Regions from separate parts of the Mus musculus genome. Here region 2 is linked to region 1. The links are chromatin contacts, called in public promoter capture Hi-C maps. All regions are on one chromosome and are shown on one strand. The core of a region is the stretch at or near the end of the contact, and the rest is flanking DNA. Distances in the headings are between cores, read along the strand shown.

The links. Promoter capture Hi-C pulls out the DNA fragments that hold promoters and counts their contacts.
Region 2: a promoter capture Hi-C map of liver shows a contact between it and region 1, with 4 times the contacts expected there. The contact joins the promoter of Ugt2b38 here to the promoter of Ugt2b1 in region 1. A contact is called at or near these places in 2 of 39 promoter capture datasets (hippocampal neurons and liver).

The regions. Positions count from the first base shown.
Region 1 is chr5:86,921,550-86,928,551 of GRCm38.p6, forward strand. It overlaps Ugt2b1 (UDP glucuronosyltransferase 2 family, polypeptide B1), which reads right to left and starts at 4,954. Exons shown (of 6, transcript NM_152811.1): 1 at 4,226-4,954; 2 at 2,999-3,147; 3 at 327-458. The coding sequence starts at 4,949.
Region 2 is chr5:87,420,971-87,427,955 of GRCm38.p6, forward strand. Ugt2b38 (UDP glucuronosyltransferase 2 family, polypeptide B38) reads right to left here and starts at 3,233. Exons shown (of 6, transcript NM_133894.2): 1 at 2,478-3,233; 2 at 624-772. The coding sequence starts at 3,201.

The sequences.
Region 1 (7,002 bases), core at 3,704-6,203:
ACTCAGAAAAGCCTGGGAATCAACATGAAGTGTAAACTGGTTGTAAATATGAAGAAAAAGACCTACCTCAGCTCTTTAAGCTCCAACAGGTCAGGTATGCACAACCATGCTGGATCTAAGTGTGATCCTTCAGGTTATAATGTCAATCAGAACCAGACTAATATTTTATCTTCTGCAATTCATTCTTTTCTTTTTAATGTGGTGTTTGAGATTCATAGGAAAGAACCCCTTACTTTATATTTCACAGCAGTTTTTCCTACTGCAATCCTTTCAGAGTTCAATAGACTTACAATACATTTGTCCACCCAGTGAACTCTTTATGTTACCTTCTGTGGAATCTGGGCAAGAGCAGAAGCAACTACATTGGCCTTTTCTTCTTTAATGTTTTTAACCATTGATCCCAGAGAAAACACCACCACACCATGTTCTCCAGAGCTCTGAACAAATTCTTCCATTTCCTATGAAGACAGTTGTGACATCACAAATTAATGGCTGCCTGGGAAGCACTGTCTAAGGAACTGAGACAAACATTACCAGAGGAAATAATGTAATTACTGGAATTATTTTAGTGAGACCAGTGTATCCATTGCCTCAGCAGTCATGTGTTCATGGAGAGTACATTTGTGCTATAGTACAATTTACCAACATAAGAAAATTAGAGTAAAAAATTATTGTCAGTAGAGTTATTGAAATTTAGAGTTTCATTAGGAGGTATTTTCAAACCATCATGAGTAGGAGGGAGAAAGTTTATAAGATCCAGAGGGGATGAATGACATCCCAGGGTCTACCAGGCATAATAAGACTGATGCTCATATAAACTCACAGAGACTGTAGCAGCATGTCTAAGACCTGCCCAGGTTCAAGGCAGATGAAGTTCCTGCGCACAGAATAGAAAATGTTCATGGACTTCCACTTCTAACTAAGAAGCTATTTGCAAGTGGTATCTGATAACAAAGGGGAAAACCAGCTTTCCCCAGTAGTGACTGGGTAAATCAATCATACACCAGAGGAGGTCCCAAGCCCAGGAATAGTTAGCCACCTAAAATAAATGCCATGTTTTTATTTATTTATTTATTTATTTATTTATTTATTTATATTAAATCTTATGTGTGCTTTTTCTTTCCTTTCGTTTTGCTGGAATATTTTTGGTCTTATTTTTTTAAGTTCATTTCTTTGATTTTCTTTTTTGTGGTTTCTTTGAGAGAAATGAGAAGGACGAGCAGCAAAGGAGGGAATAGAAAAGAAGAAGAAATGTAGGGAAGGAGAGATAGAGGGAGATGAGGGATAGAGAAGAACTCTAAGAGGGGGACCACGATGTAGGCAACATTTGGGGCATAAATAAATTAATTAATTGAAAAAATTATGTATTCTCACATTGAAAAAAAAGAAATTATCTTTAGTACATTCTAAATAAAAGTAATGTGTTTCTACTACATAAAAATAGGGAAAAAAGAAGAGAAACTCCATGACATAGAATAAAAAGCAGTAATGTATTGAATAACCACAGTAGCATTGGGAGTAATTTGGGAATTGAAAAATAGGAGTACCTTATAGTAAAAGCTTATGAAGAACAAAAAAATCTATCAAAATGAAGAGACTCTCTAAAGAGTTGTGTAATATTCATAAATTTTTAAGAGAGTATGCTAATTAAAAAAACAAACTAACATCAGAAGAAATAAGAATTCAATTAACTTAGGCAAATGATCCAAAGTAGTTGTTCCCTCAGATTTAAATAGCTTACAATTATCTGAAAATCTTTCAATAATGTCAGCTATTAAAAAAATAAATTCAAAATATATCAATATTCCATCATAATCCACTTATCATGAATGTCACAAAAATGTATGTACTATAAAAATGCTCCTACAGATAATATGGAAATTGAACATTTATGCATTTATCATATTTGGAAATGTAAAATTAGATAAAATACATAAATAAGCGTCTTGATATAAATAACATTAATGTGTTACATACAGTTAACCTATGCCACTCTTTGGTGATATCTGAAGGAAATAATTGCAAGTGAAAAATCTACATAATAATGTTTATTACATCATTATTCAAAATTCCCCTATATAGGATTAGCTTAGATATTCTTCAAGTGATCAATGTGTATCAAAGTGTTGGTAAATATACATAATTGTGTTTTACTCAGATAGAAAAATGTTATTATTATTAAATAATTTAGGAAAATAGCTATTGTTTAGAGGACAGGAGATTAATCAATAAGCCAGAAACAGAAAGATAAGTGTTGTTTTCTTTTGCATGTGGAAACTACAAAGACAAAAAATAAATCCCTGCAGAACCTAAGGGTAGAAAGACTCCAAGGAAGTGGAAAGGTTAAAAGAGAGCCATGTGTGGAACATGCATACATGAAGCTGTCCAAAAACTCCTGCCTGCCATGTCATCGTCCTGCTTATCTAAGTCTGTCATTCTTTCAATGGTTGTTTCAATTTTCTATTTTTCCTCTCTTCTTTTCATTCATTAATCTAACCCTGTACATTGGCTAGGTCATTGTAACTTCACAAGGATTCTAGGACATTACATCTCATCTCTGTTGGATATATCTTCAACTTATCTGTTTATCTAATATAACAATGTATAACGTTTGTCACAGTGTATATAACATCTCTTCATCACTATAATGTTTCCAAGTAGAATACAATTTCTATTTAGTGAAGATATTGATTCTTTATTTCTTTAGCTGTTCAACACGTCTCTGGCATTTACTATATGTTCTTGAAGAGAGCATAAATTCTCTTTTATGAGTTACCTAAACACCTTTAAATCACTGACCACATTCTAAAGTGGTATAATACTTTGCTTAAGAGTAAGAAGATTCAGAGATGTAAGGAAATAATGTATATCTTAATTGTCAGAGAGTTCTAATCCACTTGATATATGTTTCATAAAACCAAACATCTGGAAATAGTGGTTAAGAATTGTTTCCATGAAAAGGAAAAACAGTTTACCAAGGGAAACAATGTAGAGTTACCTTAGGCAGTGGTTTGGCTGGTTTACAATGGAGTCCTCCAACAAAGTCAAAATTAGGCAAGAAAGGGTGAGGAAATTTCAAGTCCCAGAAGGTTCGAACGAGCCATATGTCTGCCTTCCCCATCATCTCAGTTAATGTTGTAGGTCTCCCTGCACCCCAAAACCAAAAACAAATACACTATGGTGAAAGGAGTTTGTCTGGAATAAAGCATGTGATTTCTGCAATGAGTTGAGGTCATGTAGACAAGCAATTTAAAATGTTCCAGTTATGATTTATGATATAATTGTATTAACATAAATATTGTGTGAAAATTACATTGATTTCCAACGTTGCACCAATAAATTTGAAATTTTGCTCTTGCAAAGGTGCTTGAAAATGCTTAGAAACACAGCTTTTGTAGAATATTTAGTCTATTTTACACATTTTAGTAGCTATGCTTTTGGTTTCTGATTCTTGAAATGCAATGTGATAATTGGTAAGGAATGACTAATTTTCTTTTATCCCTGCTGTACTATGTCCGTTACAGGAGACTAGTATCACTAACTTAGTTGTATATCTCAAAGTTATAGCTGGGTATTTGTATAAGCAGTTAATATTTAAACTGTTTCTCCTAATAAATTAGGTAATATTTTATTTAATGAAAAGGTATTTTGAAAATAATAAAAACCTATGCATTTCTATCAAGATTTAAGGCTTTAAGATTAAGTTTTATAGATATGATCCAACTCAAATTCTAAGAAAATCAAGTTGCCTTGACTGTTTCTGGTTCTAGTGGTACAATTTAATTGTGAATAAGCTTTCAGGACATTCTTGATAAATGTTTTAATTTCTAAGTGAGTAAATGTCTTAAGGAAATGTGTTTTCTTCAGTGCTACACAAATAGTTGTGGTAATGAATTATGACTCTGTAGTGTTCTCATTTACAGATATTAAAGCACTCAATGAAACCTGGAGTTTCTTATACTTAGACAATGTAGAGCAGATCAAATGATCACCAAGAGAAATCTTCCTTGTCTAATTTTGCATGGTTAGTAATTTCTGAAGTGTTCTGTATAATTACTCTGCAGTATTTTGCCTTGCTAAGAGCCTATTTGATTCTCTTCTATTTTTACTCTATCAGCTCACAATTAAGAATCTCATTCTATGCCTTTATATTCACCTATACACATTCTCATTCAAAAAAACATCAAGTCAGGATTTCACAGTAACAATGAAAGGCACAGTTTACCTAGAACATCACTGTAAAACTGATTCCAGGATTTCTCGTTAAATGTTTGAAACCAAAAGTCAAAAAGCAACACCTGCAACATATTCTTCACCCTTTCTGCAAATGTCATGTGGTCACTTAGTTCTGACAGAACCACAGGCACATAGGAAGGGGGGAGTGGAAGGCCCCCACTGTACTTTTCACATTTGTATCCAGGACAGAAGCGGAGACTGTATACTAAAGGTGTCTTAAGCAGTTCTGATAGCAGCTCACCACAGGGAACCAAGGCATCTGCTAGAACGACATCAAACTTAGATCCTTGGAGTTTTTTCATGAGGCTCTTGTTCCAAACTACTGCTTTGCAGAAACTTTCAATCATGTCTGAATATTCACTGGAGATTTTTTGCAGTTTTGAATAAGATGTCCAAAATGGAAGTTTTTTTAATTCGTATGTCCAGTTTCCTACCCATTTTTCAAAAGCATATTCAAGATCATCTTTACTCAAAGGTGCAGAATAAATTTCAAAATTAATAGAAGATTCATTGCTCGGCCCAATGAGGATGGAAGCAGAAGATATGAGAACGGTGACGTCATGACCTCTCTGGACAAGTTCATCCAGGATTATTTTCATATTTATCCAATGGCTGTATTCTGTAGGCCACACCAGCACTTTCCCACAGGCTCCAGGTCTAATATAGCATATGAACTGTATCAACAGAAAAACTGAAGCCTGTTTCATAGACATCTTGCTGAAAGAGAATGTTTTTGATATTTGTCATTCTTCACAGTTTTTTTCTGCTTTTATGTAAGTTCTGTCAATCAAGAAGTTAACATATAACTTCTAACCACATCACTGACTAGATGAGTCTGATGGTGTAACATTCTAAGTAAATACACACATGGAACATGAGCTCAAGGTTCACGAAGTTTGTCTTTTTTGTCCCTGATAGTATTGAGCTACAATTGATTCACTTCTTTTTCTTTTCTTTTTCAATATTATTTTCCCATTCAAAGGTGGAACGAAGTATCAACACTTTGGTATTCCTTCTTCTTGAGTTGCATGGGTTTTGCAAATTGTATCTTGGGTATTCTTAGTTTCTGGGTTAATATTCACTCACCAGTGAGTACATATCATGTTAAGTTCTTTTGTGGTTGGGTTACGTCACTCAGGATGATACCTTCCAGATCCATCCATTTACCTAAATTTCATAAATTCATTGTTTTTAATAGCTGAGTAGTACTCCATTGTGTAAATGTACCACATTTTCTGTATCCATTCCTCTGTTGAGGGACATCTGGGTTGTTTCCAGTTTCTGGCTATTATTAATAAGGCTGCTATGAATATAGTGGAGCATGTTCCTTATTACCAGTTGGAAAATCTTCTGGATATATGCCCAGGAGAGGTATTGCAGGATCTTCCAGTAGTACTATGTCCAATTTTCTAAGGAATCGCCAGACTGATTTCCAGAGTGGTTGTACAAGCTTGCAACCCCACCAGCAATTGAGGAGTGTTCCTCTTTCTCCACATCCTCGCCAGCATCTGTGTACCTTATAGCCTAATGAATTTTTGATCTTAGCCATTCTGACTGGGGTGAGGTGGAATCTCAGGGTTGTTTTGATTTGCATTTCCCTGATGATTAAGGATGTTGAACATTTTTCAGGTGCTTCTCAGCCATTCGGTATTCCTTAGCTGGGAATTCTTTGTTTAGTTCTGAGCCCCATTTTTTTAATGGGGTTATTTGATTTTCTGGAGTTTATCTTCTTGAGTTCTTTATATATATTGAATATTAGTCCCCTACCTGATTTAGGATTGGTAAAGATCCTTTCCCAATCTGTTGGTGGCCTTTTTGTCTTATTGACAGTGTCCTTTGCCTTACAAAAGCTTTGCAATTTTATGAGGTCCCATTTGTTCATTCTCGATCTTACAGCACAAGCCATTGCTGTTCTATTCAGGAATTTTTCCCCTGTGCCCATATCTTCGCAGTTTTTCCTCACTTTCTCCTCTATATGTTTCAGTGTCTCTGGTTTTATGTGAAGTTCCTTGATCCACTTAGACTTGACCTTAGTACAAGAAGATAAGAATGGATCAATTCCATTCTTCTACATGATAACCGCCAGTTGTGCCCGCACCGTTTGTTGAAAATGCTGTCTTTTTTCCACTGGATGGTTTTAGCTCCCTTGTCAAAGATCAAGTGACCATAGGTGTGTGGGTTCATTTCTGAGTCTTCAATTTTATTCTATTGGTCTACCTGTCTGTCGCTATACCAGTATCATGCAGTGTTTTTTTTTTTGTTTGTTTGTTTTGTTTTGTTTTGTTTTATCACAATTGTTCTGTAGTACAGCTTTACGTCAGGCATGGTGATTCCACCAGAGGTTCTTTTATCCTTGAGAAGAGTTTTATGCTATCCTAGTTTTTTTTTTGTTATTCCAGATGAATTTTCAAATTGCCCTTTCTAACTCGTTGAAGAATTGAGTTGGCATTTTGATGGCATTGCATTGAACCTGTAGATTGCTTTTGGCAAGATAGCCATTTTACTATATTGATCCTGTCAATCCATGAGCATGGGAGATCTTTCCATATTCTGAGATCTTCTTTGATTTCTTTCTTCAGAGACTCGAAGTTCTTATCATACAGATCTTTTACTTCCTTAGTTAGAGTCAAGCTAAGGTATTTTATATTATTTGTGACTATTGTGAAGGGTGTTATTTCCCTAATTTCATTCTCAGCCTGTTTATCCTTTGTGTAGAGGGAGGCCATTGACTTGTTTGAGTTAATTTTTTATCCAGCTACTTCACTG
Region 2 (6,985 bases), core at 1,983-4,482, 500 kb after region 1:
TGTACCTATGTTATAAGTTAATGCATCCTTCCTCCTGTGATAAATAAAATATTTGGCTCTTTATAAAATAATCATAACTGTATGGTAAAATTATGTGATATTTTTCTGATATTGTGTATAAATGAGAGTATTTTCTTAATGTCTCCAAATTCCCTGCCTTTGTTTTAGCCAATAAAGGTCATGATAACAATCAGATGTTCTAATCTGTTAACTTTAACATTTTATTTTTGAGACTGTCTCTCATTGAACATAAATCTCACCATCTTATCAGGTTTGTATCCTCAGTATTAACTTGTTACTTCAGCTCCTACATGCTTTGCTAGAACACTAAACTTTTTTTGTGGCTCCTGGGAGTAAAACTCACATCCTCATGGTTGCTTGGTAAAGACTTTACCCAATGACTAACCACTCTAATACAGTCACTACCTGTCTTAACTCACTGATATAAATATTTTTTATGTCTGTCATATTCTTTCCTGAGTTTGTAGAGTTCCTACTAAGGAAGAATCATAATTTCACTTCCCACATATCTCTATCATTGGGAGAAAAATATAAGGAAAAATATATAATTATTTCACCAGAAATGATATGAAATGAAAACGAGATAAAAAGAGTATATTTACCTTAGGCAAAGGTTTAGCAGGTTTGCAGTGGAGTCCTCCAACATAGTCAACATTTGGTAAGGTTGGGTGAGGAAACTCCAAATCCCAGTTGGATCTAATGAGCCACATTTCTGCCTTGCCCATTGTCTCAGCTAAGGTGGTGGGCCTTCCTAGATGGAGAAGATGAGAAAATTAGACAGAGAAAAGTTGACAGGACTGTCTGCTGAGTATAAAATATATTTCCTTAAAGACGTTGGAAGAATTTGTATTTGATATAGAACTTGTACATTTAAAATGTAATATTTTTATATGTAATATATCATAGATAATTGATTTGTGGATTAAAGATACCTGTTAATTTGTGTTTCTTTTCTTTCCTTTTTCTTTTTTCTTTTTCTTTCTTTTTTCTTTCTTTCCTTCTTTCTTTCTTTCTCTCTTTCTTTCTTTCCTTCCTTCCTTCCTTCCTTCCTTCCTTCCTTCCTTCCTTCCTTCTTTCTTTCTTTCTTTCTTTCTTTCTTTCTTTCTTTCTTTCTTTTTTTTTTTGAAACAGGGTTCCTCTGTATAACCCTGGCTGTCCTGCAACTCACTCTGTAGACCAGGCTGGCCTCAATCTTAGAAATCTGCCTGTCCCTGCGTGCTGGGATTAAAGGCATGTGCCACCATTGCCTGACCTTGTATTTACTTTTAAAGCAATATGTAAGAGTTATTTCATGTTTCCTCTGTAATTTAAAACTGTAAATAATTACAGAAATAACTCAACAAGCAAATATATAAAGCAGCACACATTTTTTTCTTCTCCAAATCTTCAAAAAAAAAAAAAAAAAAAAAACCAAAACTATGTAAATACAAACACACATTCCATGACCAAAACTCTCACCACCCTGAGTACCCTGACCAGAATTCCAAGGATCATGATAGTTTATAGCTATTTTCATTCCTTTCAGGGAGCTGTAAAGTTTATAAATGATTGAATTTGTGGTTAATGCTTCTATTATTTTTTATATTGAGTTATTTAATAGTACTTATACTATAAAGCAATCTCGATACATTCAGAATTATGAGAATAGAAATTTTTTGGCTAGTCTTACATGTGGTACATTTTTAAGAGCAAAAAGGTGACTTCAAAAAAGCACAGCATATGTGTCGATGCCTTTGTAAAATTTAGGCATTTGCAATTGAATTTAGGAAATGGCCCAATAAGCAAATGTGGGACTGGTAGAAATATCTGTTCCACTTTTAAACTTTGGAAATAATATAATGGTTTTCAAGATAAGGGGGATTTTTAAATGATAAACAAAGAAAATATTTTGTTTTATCTTTACATTTATATGTATGTGTATCTGCACAAGTATATATTGTTTATGCCAGTGTCTGTGGAGATGATAAATGGCAGCAGTTTCCTTGAAGCTGAAGATACAGGCAATTTTGAGCCACTGTACATGAGTGGTGCCTGGAAGAGTGCTCTGGTACTATACTATACAGAAACAATCTTAACTCTTTGGGCATGTTTTCTGACCCTACATTTTCATTTTAAATAAAGACCCAGGCCGAGGCAAGAGAAAATAACTCCTTCCATATATATATATTATAAAATATGTCATTAAATGAGTAAAGAATCACTTAGGGACCATCTAATTTCATCTCTATGTAATTGTATAGCTAACCAAAATGTCTTCTATCAGCACTGATACCGATACCTTCTCCTATTTGATCAAATATATGAGTTTTTACAAGAGCTTGTGAGTTTGATAGTTTATATCATTATACATTTGATCACTTATAAAAGACTCTTACACTTTCTATTTCATGGACATAAAGATTTCCATACTTGTGAAACTTAGGTATTCAAGCAACTTAGAAAAAAATTTAACTTACCCAAATATTCACTGTAAAATGAGTCCCATTTCTTATCATTAAACATCTGGAACCAAAAGTCAAAATAAAGCCTGCATATCATATTTTTTACTCTCTCTATGAATGTCATTTGTCCACCTAATCCTGACAGAATTACAGGTACATAAGAGGGAGGGAGTAGAAATCTCCCGCTGGACTTTTCAATTTGGTAGCCTGGAGAGAAGCGGATACTGTACAGAAAAGGAATCTGGAGCAGTTCAGCTATGAGCTCCCCACAGGAAGCAACAGGATCTGACAAAAGCACATCAAACTTGGATTCCTGTAGCTTTGTCATGAGCTCTTTGTTTGAAACAACATCTTTACAAAGACTTAGAAAATAATCAGAAAATTCATCAATCATATTTTGCAGTAAAGGAGAATATGACAAACATGTATCCCTTGGCATTTCATAAGTCCACACATCCACAAACTTAATGAAAAAATTTTCCAGATTGTCTTTACTGACAGATGTAGGAAAAGTTTCAAACTTAAGGCCAGGTGATTTTTTGGGATCAAGAACATAGTAAGCTGAAGGTCTCAGAACAGTGACTTCATGGCCTCTCTGTACCAGTTCATCCAGTATTATTTTTATGTTCATCCAATGACTGAATTCCATCGGCCACACCAACACTTTCCCACATTTCACAGATCTGAAGCAGCAACTTATCTGCAGCAGCAGCAGAGCAGAAATCCACTTTCCAGGCATCCTGAAAATCAAAATCCTTCTCTTCACAGTCCATTTACTTTTGTCACTGCTTGACCTTTTATCCAAGAAGCTTCAGCCCAGAGGTTAAACTATAACTTGCATTTCCCAGAGCTGATAATTAAATGACCAGAACTATGGTGATGGGAAAATAATTGAAGAATGATTTCAATTAATCCCTGTTTACATGAGAGTGATTCATGTCTCTTATGATGGCATGTTTTCAAATAGCCAAGAAATAATGATGTCATGTTCAATTATTAATGGTACGTAGATATTAAAATATTCTAAAATGTCTCATAAAACTAGTGACCTCATAATATGGCTGGTCTCTGAATTCTCCTCTATATGACCTTGAAAACATATTAATTTACATAGTTAAATGTCATGATGATTCTTCCCTTTCCTTTAATGTGACCAATTATTCTGATTCAATCATGGACTGTTCTAATAATCAATCCAATATTAGAAATAACAGTCTTCATTTAAAAGGCTGGTTCTAGACATTTTAAGAGACATATGGACCTGGAGGGCATCATCTTGAGTGAGGTAACCCAATCACAAAATATGTACTCACTGATAAGTGGATATTAGCCCAGAAACCTAGAATACACAAGATAGAAGATACAATTTGCAAAACACATGAAACTCAAGAAGAACGAAGACCAAGGTGTGGACACTTTGTCCCTTCTTAGAATTGGGAACAAAACATCCATGGAAGGAGTTACATAGACAAAATTTGGAGCTGAGTCAAAAGGATGGTCCATCTAGAGACTGCCATATCCGAGGATCCATCCCATAATCAGCTTCCAAACGCTGACACCATTGCATACACTAGCAAGATTTTGCTGAAAGGACCTAGACATAGCTGTCTCTTGTGAGACTATGCTGGGGCCTAGCAAACACAGAAGTGGATGCTCACAGTCAGCTATTGGATGGATCACAGGGCCCCCAATGGGGGAGCTAGAGAAAGTAAGCAAGGACCTAAAGGGATCTGCAACCCTATAAGTGGAACAACAATATGAACTAATCAGTACCCCCCGGAGCTCATGTCTCTAGCTGCATATATATCAGAAGATGGCCTAGTCGGCCATCAGTGGAAAGAGAGGCCCATTGGTCAGTCGTGCAAACTTTATATGTCTCAGTACAGGGGAATGCCAGGGCCAAGAAGTGGGAGTGGGAGGGTGGGGGAGTGGGTCAGGGAGCGTGTGGGGGACTTTTGGGATAGCATTGGAAATGTAACTGAAATAAATACCTAATTTAAAAAAATACCTTATATTGAGTTCAGTATATATTCTTGCTTGCTATTATAATTGACATTATTTTATTAATTGTTGTGTTTCCATTTATCTTTAGAGATCTTCTGAGATAGAGGTGGAACATTCTGAAATTTCATCTAAAAAGTATAAAGAGGGCAAATGCCACACCCACTCCAGTGAAGACTGCATGGCAGCCCCAAGGCAAAAAAGTTTCACTGAAACTTAGTCTCCTGTAGCCTTGGCATCCTGTAACATGAATGCTCCAAACTTGTCCTTTCATTAGTAAGTGAATAGATCTATGTGCTTTCTTTCAGTATTATTTTATTATAGGTACCTCCGAGAAATAATTTGTCAAATACCTAAGCTAGACTGAACTTTGCTTCCTGGCCTTCACCAATTTCCTAGGATTCTTGGAGCCAATTCCAAGTCCTGGGCTTGGAATTTCGTAAGAATGATACTCATTTAGACGAAATGCCCCAGTGTTGGCAATTAGGAATCAGGCATCTCACAGTTTGCCAGATAGGAGTTAGTAATCTCAGGGCTAGTCAAAATAGTAAACTTAGAATTCTCCCTACAGTCAGGTATGGCAGACTACATTGCATGCTAAAAGAAAATTAGTGAGTTCTTCTGACCAATGGGTATTCCCTACAGACACTTAAAAGAGCAGCCAAGTTACTCCCATATGCAAGAATTTACAATGACCTAGGAAGAAGGAGGGTTGTGGTTTAAAGAGGAAATACACAGTATTGCATTATTCATAAAAAGGTCAGCAAGAGCAGAGTCCCCCTGGTGCAAACTATCACAAAGATCAGAGGAATAGCATAAATTGTGGCTAGGGTGTGAAATCCTCACCTGGCTCCTGTCAATAGCTGACTTTTGATAGGGTTGATCTTATCTCAATTGTAAACACTGCATGTTTCCTTGCAGTCTTTTTTTATGCAGTCTCTGTTTTGTCTCAGATAACTTCAATGTACCTTGGCTTATGTGTCACCTAACTTCTTTGTTTTCTTCTGTAATATAAATCTGATGCTCACTTTGAGACATTACATTCAGATCAACAGTCCTCCCCTGTGTTTGTGTCTGTTTGTCATCCTGACTGCTTGTCCATCTGATTACTGAAATCCTGGTTTCCCATAAGTTGAGAGACTAACTGAATCTAGTCCACAGCACATAATGAATGAAAAATGTTTGTATCTCTGTTGATTCATGTAATCATGTAATCCAATTCAGCAATATAAGTGTATGACAAGTATTTTGTGGTATACTTGCAGTAAACCATAAACAACCTGATGACAAGTCTGTAAGAATTTCATGAGACATTTCATTCAGTTCTCCCTTCAGCAAAGTCATAAAACCTCGAAAATTAAAACAGATATTTCATTGGCCCCTTCTCTAAAGTACCAAAGCATAAAGGGATATGTTGAGATTGCACAACATTGATGTGGTGGCTAGAATTCTCTGAACACTGAAGAACTCTTGCACATACAAATCCCAGAGGTAATGACTGTATGCTCAAAACTTGCCCAAGATTGCAGATCATAGCCCATAGAGACACTAGAATTCCCATCCCTACTTGAGGAGTTACTGACAGGTGATTGCTACTATGGATGAAGTCAGGAGCTTCAGAATAAGAAATCTAGCCATTACTCGGGAGATGGCTTTATACTATTGTGGTAAATATTTAACGGGGAATTTCTACCTATCCTTGATCATTCAGTTGCTAACTAAAAGATACAAAGCCTTTATAAATAAAATTAATCTTAACAGTACTAGAGCTGGGCATATATCAACCCTCTTTGCTATTTTATCTACATCTCTGTCAATAACCCTGAGTTATAACTTGGAAATTTCCATTTGGGCTTCTTCTCTTCACACTGGTCAGTCTTCATTGTCATTTTTTCATGGTTCAACTACCCCATAACATCTTCGGTTCTCCTCTCCTCTCTCTCCTCTCCTCTCCTCTCCTCTCCTCTCCTCTCCTCTCCTCTCCTCTCCTCTCCTCTCCTCTCCTCTCCTCTCCGGACTCCTCCTCCCCCACCACTACCTCCTCCTCCTCCTCCTCCTCCTCCTCCTCCTCCTCCTCCTCCTCCTCCTCCTCTTCCTCCTCCTCATGGTCTTTGCTTCAGACCTAAGACTGTGTACTGAATTTATGCTTACCTTTTCTGCCCAGCAGTAGGCATCTTTATTGATGAATCCGGAATAACTTGTGATGCAGGGTAAAGTTACATAGCATCACTTGTTATATGTGAGGAACTCCTTGTGCCTGGGAGCAAGCAGACCTTGGGGTCTACTATTTAGTATTACAATACAAAGCAACAGAACAAAACTTAACATTATTCCTAGCCACATTCTGGCAAGACTAAGTGGACTCAATTTGGTTTTAAAAATACATATCAAATTGGGAATAAAAAGTGGTGGGGTGTAGCAGGAAAAATGGTGGGCAAGAGAGAGTTGGTGATTTGATGAAAATATGTTATAGGTATATCTAATTCTGTACAATAAAATAATTGTCTTTTAAAAGGAAATTG